Regions from separate parts of the Mus musculus genome. Here region 1 is linked to region 2. A link is a contact called in public Hi-C data. All regions are on one chromosome and are shown on one strand. The core of a region is the stretch at or near the end of the contact, and the rest is flanking DNA. Distances in the headings are between cores, read along the strand shown. Region 1 has its middle 170 kb from the start of D030024E09Rik. Region 2 has its middle 60 kb from the start of Gm24696.

What was found. Hi-C and Micro-C count contacts between places; a contact is called where the count stands out from the background.
Region 1: a contact with region 2 is called in a Hi-C map of the 4T1 cell line, with 1.6 times the contacts expected there. The contact joins two enhancer-like sites.

Annotation. Positions count from the first base shown.
Region 1 is chr15:61,606,062-61,611,082 of GRCm38.p6, reverse strand. No RefSeq gene overlaps it. Among named protein-coding and RNA genes, the nearest start is that of D030024E09Rik, 170 kb to the left of the region's middle. Within about 2 kb of position 2,467, at least 78 of the 459 cell types and tissues checked have an H3K27ac peak or open chromatin away from gene starts, as enhancers often do. A contact at or near this core is called in the 4T1 cell line, where this site is marked.
Region 2 is chr15:61,415,360-61,419,895 of GRCm38.p6, reverse strand. No RefSeq gene overlaps it. Among named protein-coding and RNA genes, the nearest start is that of Gm24696, 60 kb to the right of the region's middle. Within about 2 kb of position 2,860, at least 11 of the 459 cell types and tissues checked have an H3K27ac peak or open chromatin away from gene starts, as enhancers often do. A contact at or near this core is called in the 4T1 cell line, where this site is marked.

The sequences.
Region 1 (5,021 bases), core at 1,218-3,717, 190 kb before region 2:
AATTCTCCAAGCAGGCAGAGGCCAGGAAGAAAGCGTTTACAGTGAAACAGAAGCGGGCTTTGGGTTAACAACCTGGCTGGGTGCTACTTGAAAGTATTCTGACATCAGAAAATCACAGTGTTTTAAAAAGACAGTGAACTTTTTTCATAGATTGGTATGTTGAGAGTGGGATATTTAAATAATGAAACTGTTGAACAGGTTTCACGCAGTGTCTGGAACATAATGGACCTTTAACAAATACTACTACTCATCTTGTTTGCATTAGCTCTAAGAGCTTTAGGCAAGAGAAAGCCTGAGTTTTCATGGAAGGCTTCTTGGGGACAGAGTGTGTCTTAGACCTTGATGCATGCAAGGTAAGGAATGCCTGGGATAGTTTGTAAAGGAATTTACAGCCACTGGTTTTAAGGCCCCATTTGGACCTTGGGTTGAGGGCCATGGATGCTTCCAGCTGATGCGTGATGCTGATCGTGTCCTACTCCCTGAGAATCACTTGGGCTCTCAGAGTCTTGCAGTTTAGGGTGCTGGACCATTTGATGAGGCTTGAGGAGCTAAGACTTCGCCACTGTGACACCACTTCTTCTTTTATCCCGTGTCTTCCATTGATAGGCTTCTTTTCACCTTCTGTCTGTAGACCCAGATGGTAAACTCTAGGGCCTTAAAATGGGGGTGCTTTGTATGCTTTAGGGTGCTGAAAACCCCTTCTTTCACTTCTGCTTGCCTTACTTCGTCTTTCTTAAAATCCTGCATTTTCAAATACCAACATTGAATTCTAATTTTGCCACTTATAAAACTATAGGCATGTTTGTGAATAGGTTACTTTTTTTTTCTGTGAAAAAAGAAAATATCATTTTCATCTTCTCATAGGAATCTCAGAAAATTTCTTTTACTAGTATATAACAAGGGACAGATTTTGATTCTGCCCCCCCAAATTAAAATTTATTTAATAAATCTCTTCTTTAGTAAATTGAAAGTGTATATTTCATGTCACACATGCCCATGAGCAGATATATGTCATATTCATATATATATATATATGATGTATATGTGTATACAATAGGAAGGAATAGAGGGTGGGTTTTATGGTCCAGGCAGGAAGCTCCAGAACGCACTGTCTATGCTTGCTCATACTAGTGGCTAACCCTGGAATGCAGCACTCACCCATCTCGCCTCGGAAAAATGCTGTGTATGCTTCACAGCCCTACCCTGCGCAGCCCTACTCCCAGTTAGTACATTGCCTAAGCCCATGCACTTTTCTTTTCTTGCTCAGCGCAGTACCCAGGATGGTGCTTGCACATAGCAGAAACCCCACTCAGATTTCTCATCGACACACATACAGATAGCCAGTAGGTGTCAAATTCCAGAAAACTTGTTCCACTCCTTTGGTTAAGCCCCCCCCCCCCCATTCAAGAAATCACATTCTGCAGCAGTTACTAGCAGAACTGCCCCACCTGCGAAAGGAATGGGGTGGACCAGCCAGGGGAAGAACCAAGAGAATGTTTAACTAAATAAATGGTGGCATTGACTTGAAATTAATAATGGAAAATAACTGTAATTTGTGTTAATTTATAGAAACAAAGCACATTTTATAAGCAGAACCTGCCCCCGCCATATTGTTCATTGCTGTGTCCTTTACAATAGAAAACTCCTTGATTTTTCCATCCAATGACCATCAGAAACACCAGTGAATGAGGGAAGGAATAGCCAGTATAGAAAAAAACTGCTAAGTGTTTCAAATGTGTATATGTGTGTGAAAGTGAGAATGCGTGAGAGTGTGTATGTGTGTCTGAGTGCGTGTGTGTGTGTGTGTGTGTGTGAGAGAGAGAGAGAGAGAGAGAGAGAGAGAGAGTATGTGTGTGTGTGTATGTGTGTCTGAATGTGTGTGTATGTGTGGGTTAACATGCAAAGCAGAAACTTAATGCATACAGATGTTACTGACTCCAAACAGTAACACACAAGGCAAGTTTCCTTATCGTTTCCATTTTCAGATAGAGAAATTAAAATGGCAATCCCTAGACCAAGAAACAACCACATTTGACATTTCTGCACATCACACTACCTACAAAATACCTCATTTTGTTTTCATCAAATAGTCCAAGGTATGAGGGCTGGAGTTTAATCTTCTGTGCTTTGTGACACAGAAGTGATGAAGACCACTTCTTCTCTAAGAGACTATGAGATTTAATTAGGGAAGTGGTTATAAAAACATGTCGAAGTTCAAAAGTGCTTTTCCTTGTCAGGGCCCATGACTATATTTCCAAATAGGACAACCTAGCTTTTAAAGCCACTTGCCTGGAATGAGTCTGCAAATCCCTTAGAGAGAATGATAGGGAGAGTTAGTGCCTGATGCCTAACATGGCCCATATGGTTTTGCAGAGATTCCATAAGTAAAGAGGAGAGCAAGAAGTCTAGCTTGTTAGTGTTCGAGTGTGGGAACAGTACGAGTTTGCTCTGTGATGATTCTAACATTCAGGAATGTTGGCACCTTCTCTTCCTGACTTTGCATTAGGAAACCAGGGCGTGTTGAGTAACAGGATGTACGTTCATGCTGTTTTTGGTTTCTTTGGGGGTTCATTTTGGGAAATCTTCTTTCAAGATAGAGCTTCAATGTTAGACTCAGGAAAGCCCTTTAACCTCGGGGCTGCTGCCTCCAACGTGGACTAAAGGTCCTGGTGGAGTAAGAGTTGGATGCTGTTCCTCATGAGTTAGGAGTCATTGTTTGCAAATGTGCTCCCCAATGAAAAAGGATTAGGTCCTGGACAGTAGAGAACATTATGTTCATATTGCAAAATCTTGATATGATCTAGTAAGGGCTGATGGGGATTTGATAAGCCAATCTTCTTGGCTGAAAATGTCATCGCTGATCTCTATTTATTGCTATATCCCACCCCACATTTGTTCTTCACAATATAAGGCAAGACTTAGAGGAATCCCTTTGGCTCTGTCAGAATTACCATAGGGATGTGGGAAGACACCGAGGCTCCATGCCATAAATTAATTTTGATCATATGATATGTGACTTAGGTACCCTGTTGCAATTCTGCAGCTCAATGTCTTTCCTTTGAAAACTGGAACCATCCTTCATCTTCTTTTTCTTTTTCTTTTTTGTTAAAGAAAAAAAAAACTAGTTGGGAATTTAATGATTGTCATTACCTACTGACTTCCAGAGAAATTTAAAGAAATGTCCCTATGAGAGACAATCTTACATAGTGACTATGACACAAATTTCTATTCTGTATGTTTCCACAAAAGTTAGTTAACATTTTAAAAATCTTAGTTTCTTCCACTGAAAAGGATAGATAAAAATGGCAATGCCTAGTCCAGGCATTAAAAATTAAAGGCTGTGATCTCTGAGTTGAAGAACTTAGCACAAAACACTAGCACATTGTAAAATCAATAAATACTAGGTATGGCCATTATCTCCATTGTATGGCGAATGGTTAGAAAAGCATCATAAAATGTTATATGCATGAGGAAAGTATTATTATCTCTTAACATTTGCTCTTTTGTTGACCAAAAGGAATTTCAAGGCTTACAAATTATTCTTTGGGAAAATGAATTATTCACCAGGTTATTGGCCTCAGTACTTTTCATCTTCAGCAAGAAAAAGAATAATGAAGAATCTGCAGCTTTGACCTACCATATAGGCCACATCTAAAAAAGTTCAGCACAGCAAGTAACTGGCTGCAGTTTTTTTTTTCTTTTTTTTTCTAGTTCAGTGCTTTTCCCACAGATTAGGATCCATATGGAAGAGATGCCTGGGAAGTGAATTTCCATATAAGGAGCTTCTTACTAAGTTTCTTTCATAACTCTACATACATGTATATCCAGAAATAGGTATAAAACACTTGGGGAGATATAAAAAACAGGAGAAGTCACTTCTTCGGTGGAAAATAATATGTGATAATAAGATAAGCCATAATCGCCAGACAACTGGACTTTCTATTTTGTATGGCATTTTGACACCTGGGGAAGGAAGCTAACAGACAGAGCATCAGCGTCACCACTGTTGAGCTTTAAAGGATGTACGCAGAGCTTTCAAGTTCTTAGGGATACGTCTGAGAAGACGGTCAAGACTTTACACACTTCTCTGTCATGACTCTACACAGGATTCTCAGAAACATTGGAAGGAAAGAAAGGTAGTAGCACTCTAACTGAACAGGGACCAATGATTAACAATTGACACTTAATCCTGGGTCTCAATTCTATTTCCACTTGGTTAATCAGACCCTGTTTTGTAGCTCTTATTTTCAAACTGACTTGACTTTTTCTTTCTACATCAGACTCTCTGAACTTATGAGAAGAAGATGTGATGGTAGAACCAGGTGGCTGGAACACAAAGATGGAAAAAACAAACAAACAGAGATCCCTAATTAGAATGCAGAAAATAGTTGAAAGAATGTGAAAAAGACTGAATTCTTGGAACAAAAAGGAAGCATGTCTTCATGTAATGAATGTGCAGTTATTGAAGCAAAAAGGCTGGACATAAAAGCCATTTATTTGACTAACTTATGATTATTTAATATATGGTCTGATTAAAATATGAGACAACAATGTATTTACTCAAAGTAAAGAGGACAGAAGGATCACTCCACATAAGAGAGCTGTCTGTTTATAGGTGTGGAGATAGTTTCCAAGATGGCTACTATCCACACTGCTACTTACTTCATATCTAGGCCAACATTAGTGATTGATTAGCTAATAGAATTTGGCAGAAACGATATTCTGGGACTTCCAAGGGAAGGTCAGAAAAAGGCTCAGTATCTACTTGAATCTCTTTGAATATTCAGTCCTTGATGTCCTGTAACCCACTTGCCACGTGGGAAGAAACCTACATGTCATGGACATGACAAGTTATGTTCTGATTGTTGACATTCCCAGCTGAATTCTTAGCCAGAAGCCAAGATGAACTGTTTCATATGAAACATTTATGGTTTTAAAGCTAGCTCTTCTACACCTATAGGTATGATAGCATCATAGCCAATACCACCAGGGCCAGAAAAGTGACCTAAACAAATCCCTGA
Region 2 (4,536 bases), core at 1,611-4,110:
GTGTCTTTGAAGAGACAGAAAGTTAGCCTTGGGAAATTCTCTACCTGATGTAAAAAAGACCACTTTTACTGAGTGGTTTTGCCAGTGGTTCTCCTGGTCTAATCTTCTTATTCAAATGTAGATGACATAAAGTTATAGAAGTTTTTAAAAAATATATTCATACTAATCAACATAGAGTTATACCTTTGAAAGGAAAAATATTGGGCTCAACCCTCCCCCAACAAAGTTCTCAGCACAAAGGACATTTATTTACCCTAGTGGGACAGAAGGCAGAAGATAGAGGAAAAAGAAGAAGAGGAAGAGAACCAGGGAGTTGGGGCAGGGACAATTGTCTGAGAGTACGATAAGAAACTGCCTCTGGATAGAGAAGAGATAGATTTGTCACAGGAAAATATCAGTTTATAAAAGTACAAAGGGAAATGCCATGTTAGGATGAGGCATTTAATGGTTATGTTAATTAGTTGAGCCAAAAGGGACTTTTGTCATTAATTAATTAATTTATTTATTCTCTTTACATCCTGGTTGCAGCATGCCCTCCCCCATCCTCTCCTCCCAGTCCCACTCTCACAAATCCCTTCCCCTACTCCTCCCCAATCCTTCTCCTGAGAGAAGAGGAAGCTTCACTTGGATACCACCCTGCCCTGAGTCATCAATCCCCTCACACTGAGGTCCAACCAGGCAGTTCAGCTAGCGGAAGGGGATCCAATGGCAGGCAATAAAACCCTAAAGCGAACCCTAAAGGGGGCTTTTGTTTGCTAGACCTCAAAGCTTTGAAAGATGAACCGTGGTAATCAGTCTCAGGAGGAAGAAGTGACCAAATAAGTGAATAGGCCTTGGTGGATAACTTTAGGAATGTAATCTTACAGTATTTATTAAGGCAGAGTGTCTTAGTTAGGGTTTTACTACTTTGAACAGATACTATGACCAAGGCAACTCTTATAGGGACAACATTTAATTGGGACTGGCTTACAGGCTCAGAGGTTCAGTCCATTATCATTAAGGTGGGAGCATTGCAGCATCTAGGTGGGCATGGTGCAGGGAGAGCTCAGAGATCAACATCTTCATCTAAAGGCTGCTAGTGGAAGACTAGCTTCCAGGCAGCTAGGATGAGGGTCTCAAAGCCCATACCCACAGTGCCACACTTATTCCAATAATGCCATAACTTCTAATGGTGCCACTTCCTGGGCCAAACACTTACAAACTATGACATAGAGGGAATGAGGGGCAAGGGGGCAGGTCTGCCAGAGCCATGCTTGCTATGCTCAAACTGGCCAGAGTCCCTTCAACCTTTCTATTTTCATGTGATTATTTTCCCATACACTAAAAAGTATGAGGAAGAAATGTATATATTGCTTTGGAGAACATTTATTGTCATCTATTATGTGTACAAAATCAGTTTTCTATTGTGGAAACTTGATATAGGTAAGTTGGTGATGCAGCTTGATGTCTATACCAGAGCAAGAAAATAATCTGGAAGGTCCAACTTCTAAACCACTTTTGCTGTCACTTTCTTGTGCCCAGTGCATTGAATAGTCCCTTGGCCAGGCTGTGTGACAGTCACCAAATACAGAAAGCTATAGACCAGGTTCCTGCTTCCTGGAGATCATAGTTCAGAAAGAAAAATATGTTTTTCCCTTTCGTTAGAGTTTCACTGTATGGTCCAGAATGGTCTTGAACTTGAGATCCTTTCACTCTAATGTTCCTGGTATAGGACTAGAGACGGGTGCCATCATATCTTGTGGGAAGCCATGTTTAATGGCATAACAACATGATCAAATGCTTGCTTATAAAGCAGCATGAGTTCTGCAAAAACTGATCAAATGTGGTGGTGAGAAGTAAATATTAGAACCAACATCAGGAGCAGGATTAACAGTCAACTACGTATGGAAGAGAAAACATGACTGGGTGAAACAGTGAGAAAGAAGTCAGTTTCTCCATTCATTGAGTCTGGGCTCTCTTTGAGTCCCTGGTAGCATGTGGGAGCAGAAAAGGCTTCTGTAGTTCTCAAAGATGGTTTTACTTTCAGGAAAAGAAGTCTAGTCAAACTTCCCAGAGGATGAGAGGTCAGTGCTCTTGAAAGGGCAGTTCTAGATGATTCTCTCAGTCCCACCAATTGAGGGATCACACCAATGAAGGGCAGTCCCGTTGTCACTTTGGTATTTCCAGGCCAGAAGCCAGATCCCTGGCACTATGAAAGTGACCCACTTGGATCATTACAACTCACATTGCTGACCACAGAATCTGGACATAATGAGTCCTGTCATTGAAAGAGTTTACTGGTGATCTAAGACAGGAAAACTATTTGTTGGTATGCCAAGGGATATATAGGAGCTAAGACTGACACTAAGGAAGTCATTAGAATAAAGGAACACAAGGAGATGATGCGCTGTAATGGTTAGAAAGGCCTCTAATTTCTAATCTGAAAAAGTTAGGTACTGGAGGCAAATTAGGCTGGAAAGTGACTTGAATTAACTAGTCTGTGTGCATAGATGCTTTTGACTTGAACAAACTCACTGTTTTGCATGAGATACAATGCAGGAATCTGCACATACATGGCATAAACTCAGCAAATTCTGTCTTATAGTTTTCTTTGATTGGATCATCAGGATTATCCCAGTCAAAGAAAGTGAAACAGTCCAGGTGTAGGTGTGAAGTTCAAAAGTAGAGGGTGCAGAGGACCAGACAAGCACAGCACACTTCGCTTTGAAACTTTGGATGGAGTCTATTTATAGTTGAAAAACTCATTCTTCCTACCAAAATTTTCCATTGAAAATCTGTCTTTGACACATTTAATTGTAAATCAGCTGACAGCTTCTGCTGTCTTGGCTCTTGAAGTAGAGTTCCTTGAATAGGCTAGCTGGCAAGTGAGGAGACAGACACAGGCAACGGCAGATGAATCTTTGAACTGTCTTTCATCTGGAGTCCTGTATATGCCTAGTAAAAACATCCTTGTTACCGAAGCATTTATATCCACTGCTTTGGAACCTTGTGAGGGCACAAATCTTTAGCAAAGTAGTTTTTAAGGCCCCCAAAATAGTTGTTCATGAATTTCTAAAGACTCCTGAAAGTCTGATAGTCATTCTATTTTGAAACTTGAATTTCAAGCTGTGTCAGAAAAACATCCCTAGGTGTGGAAGACAGACATACTTTGGCTTAAGTCATGCTCTGTGGCTTATAACTCATATGGTGCTCAGGAATCATGTTTTGGCTAAGTGGCTAAAACTGTAAATAGTAGAGAGAGATAATAAAGTCACTTAACACATGAATGTAGGTTAAATAAAATGTGTCCAGGAATCAGTTACAAATAATGCACTGAAAAGTTTTTGGAGAATATATGGTGGTACTGTCTTGATCTCTTTGTTCCATATATTCAGGCATGATTGAAATTCCCATGTCAATTCACCATGGGTTTGACCAATATTAAGTGGGAACAGCATTTTCTTTTTATTGCATAAGCTTTAACTTTCTCTTTGCTCCAGTCCAGTGATTTTTAATATTGGCTGCACACTGTAGACCCTGGGAAACTTGTAACAAAAATATCAATGGTATTTCCATTCCCAGAGATTCTGATGGATTTAGCCTGAATTGTAGTTCTGCTGGTGAGATAAATTTCATGAAATATTTCATGCATCAATTTAGCTGAGAGAATTTTAGGAGGCAAAGTAGTTAATCATAGAAGATTCTGTTGGGGTACAACAGAAGTCATTGTTGCTTCTGCTACACTATACGCACAGAAAGAATACAACACAGAACCCTTTCTTACTTTTTTAGTCAATTTCCTAATTGGATATGACCCTACTACCTTAGGAGTAAAAGGACTCCCTGACTAACTAACTTTCAGATATATCCTACAGGAAGTAAGTCTTGAACCAAACTAGGCTTCATGGTGAAGCTCAAAGTTGTACTTCTCTTCTTTGGTTGATTGGGGCAATGAAAACAATCCAAGTGTTTTCTTCAAACCACAGGAGTTTGAGACTATTTACTTTCTCCTGTGACTTCTGTTATTTTTAAATATAGGTGTCTTTGTGTCACTCAAAACCTAAATCTTCAATTAGGGTACACTGCCACCAGGTGGCAATAAGGGTCCCATGTGAGCTTTACACCCATGAATGATAATTTGAGCAGTCCCATCCTCATTCATTCATGGATATCTGCGAACAAAATATGTGGATTTTTAACTTTGAATTCTAAAATGTAAATTTTAATTTTACAACTGAACTTTCATACCTTAATATGTCTAAAACTTGTATATTTAGTTGTACACAAATGTCATAGTGTGTGTGTGAAATACTTCATTTCACCATAAATATGAGTTAAAAGAAATTAAGATGAATGTAAAATTAATATCTTATTACCTCCAAATAATTACTGAACACAGTCTAATAAAAAATACTCACTCATATTCTTCTGTAGTCAGTTTTAACTACTAATACCAGTAGGTGCTACTATAGAAACTGAGAGCAACATGTTGTAAAAATTTATTCAGAAGGAGCCACATTCTAGCAATGATCATTTGCTATTCAAGTCTTGATAATA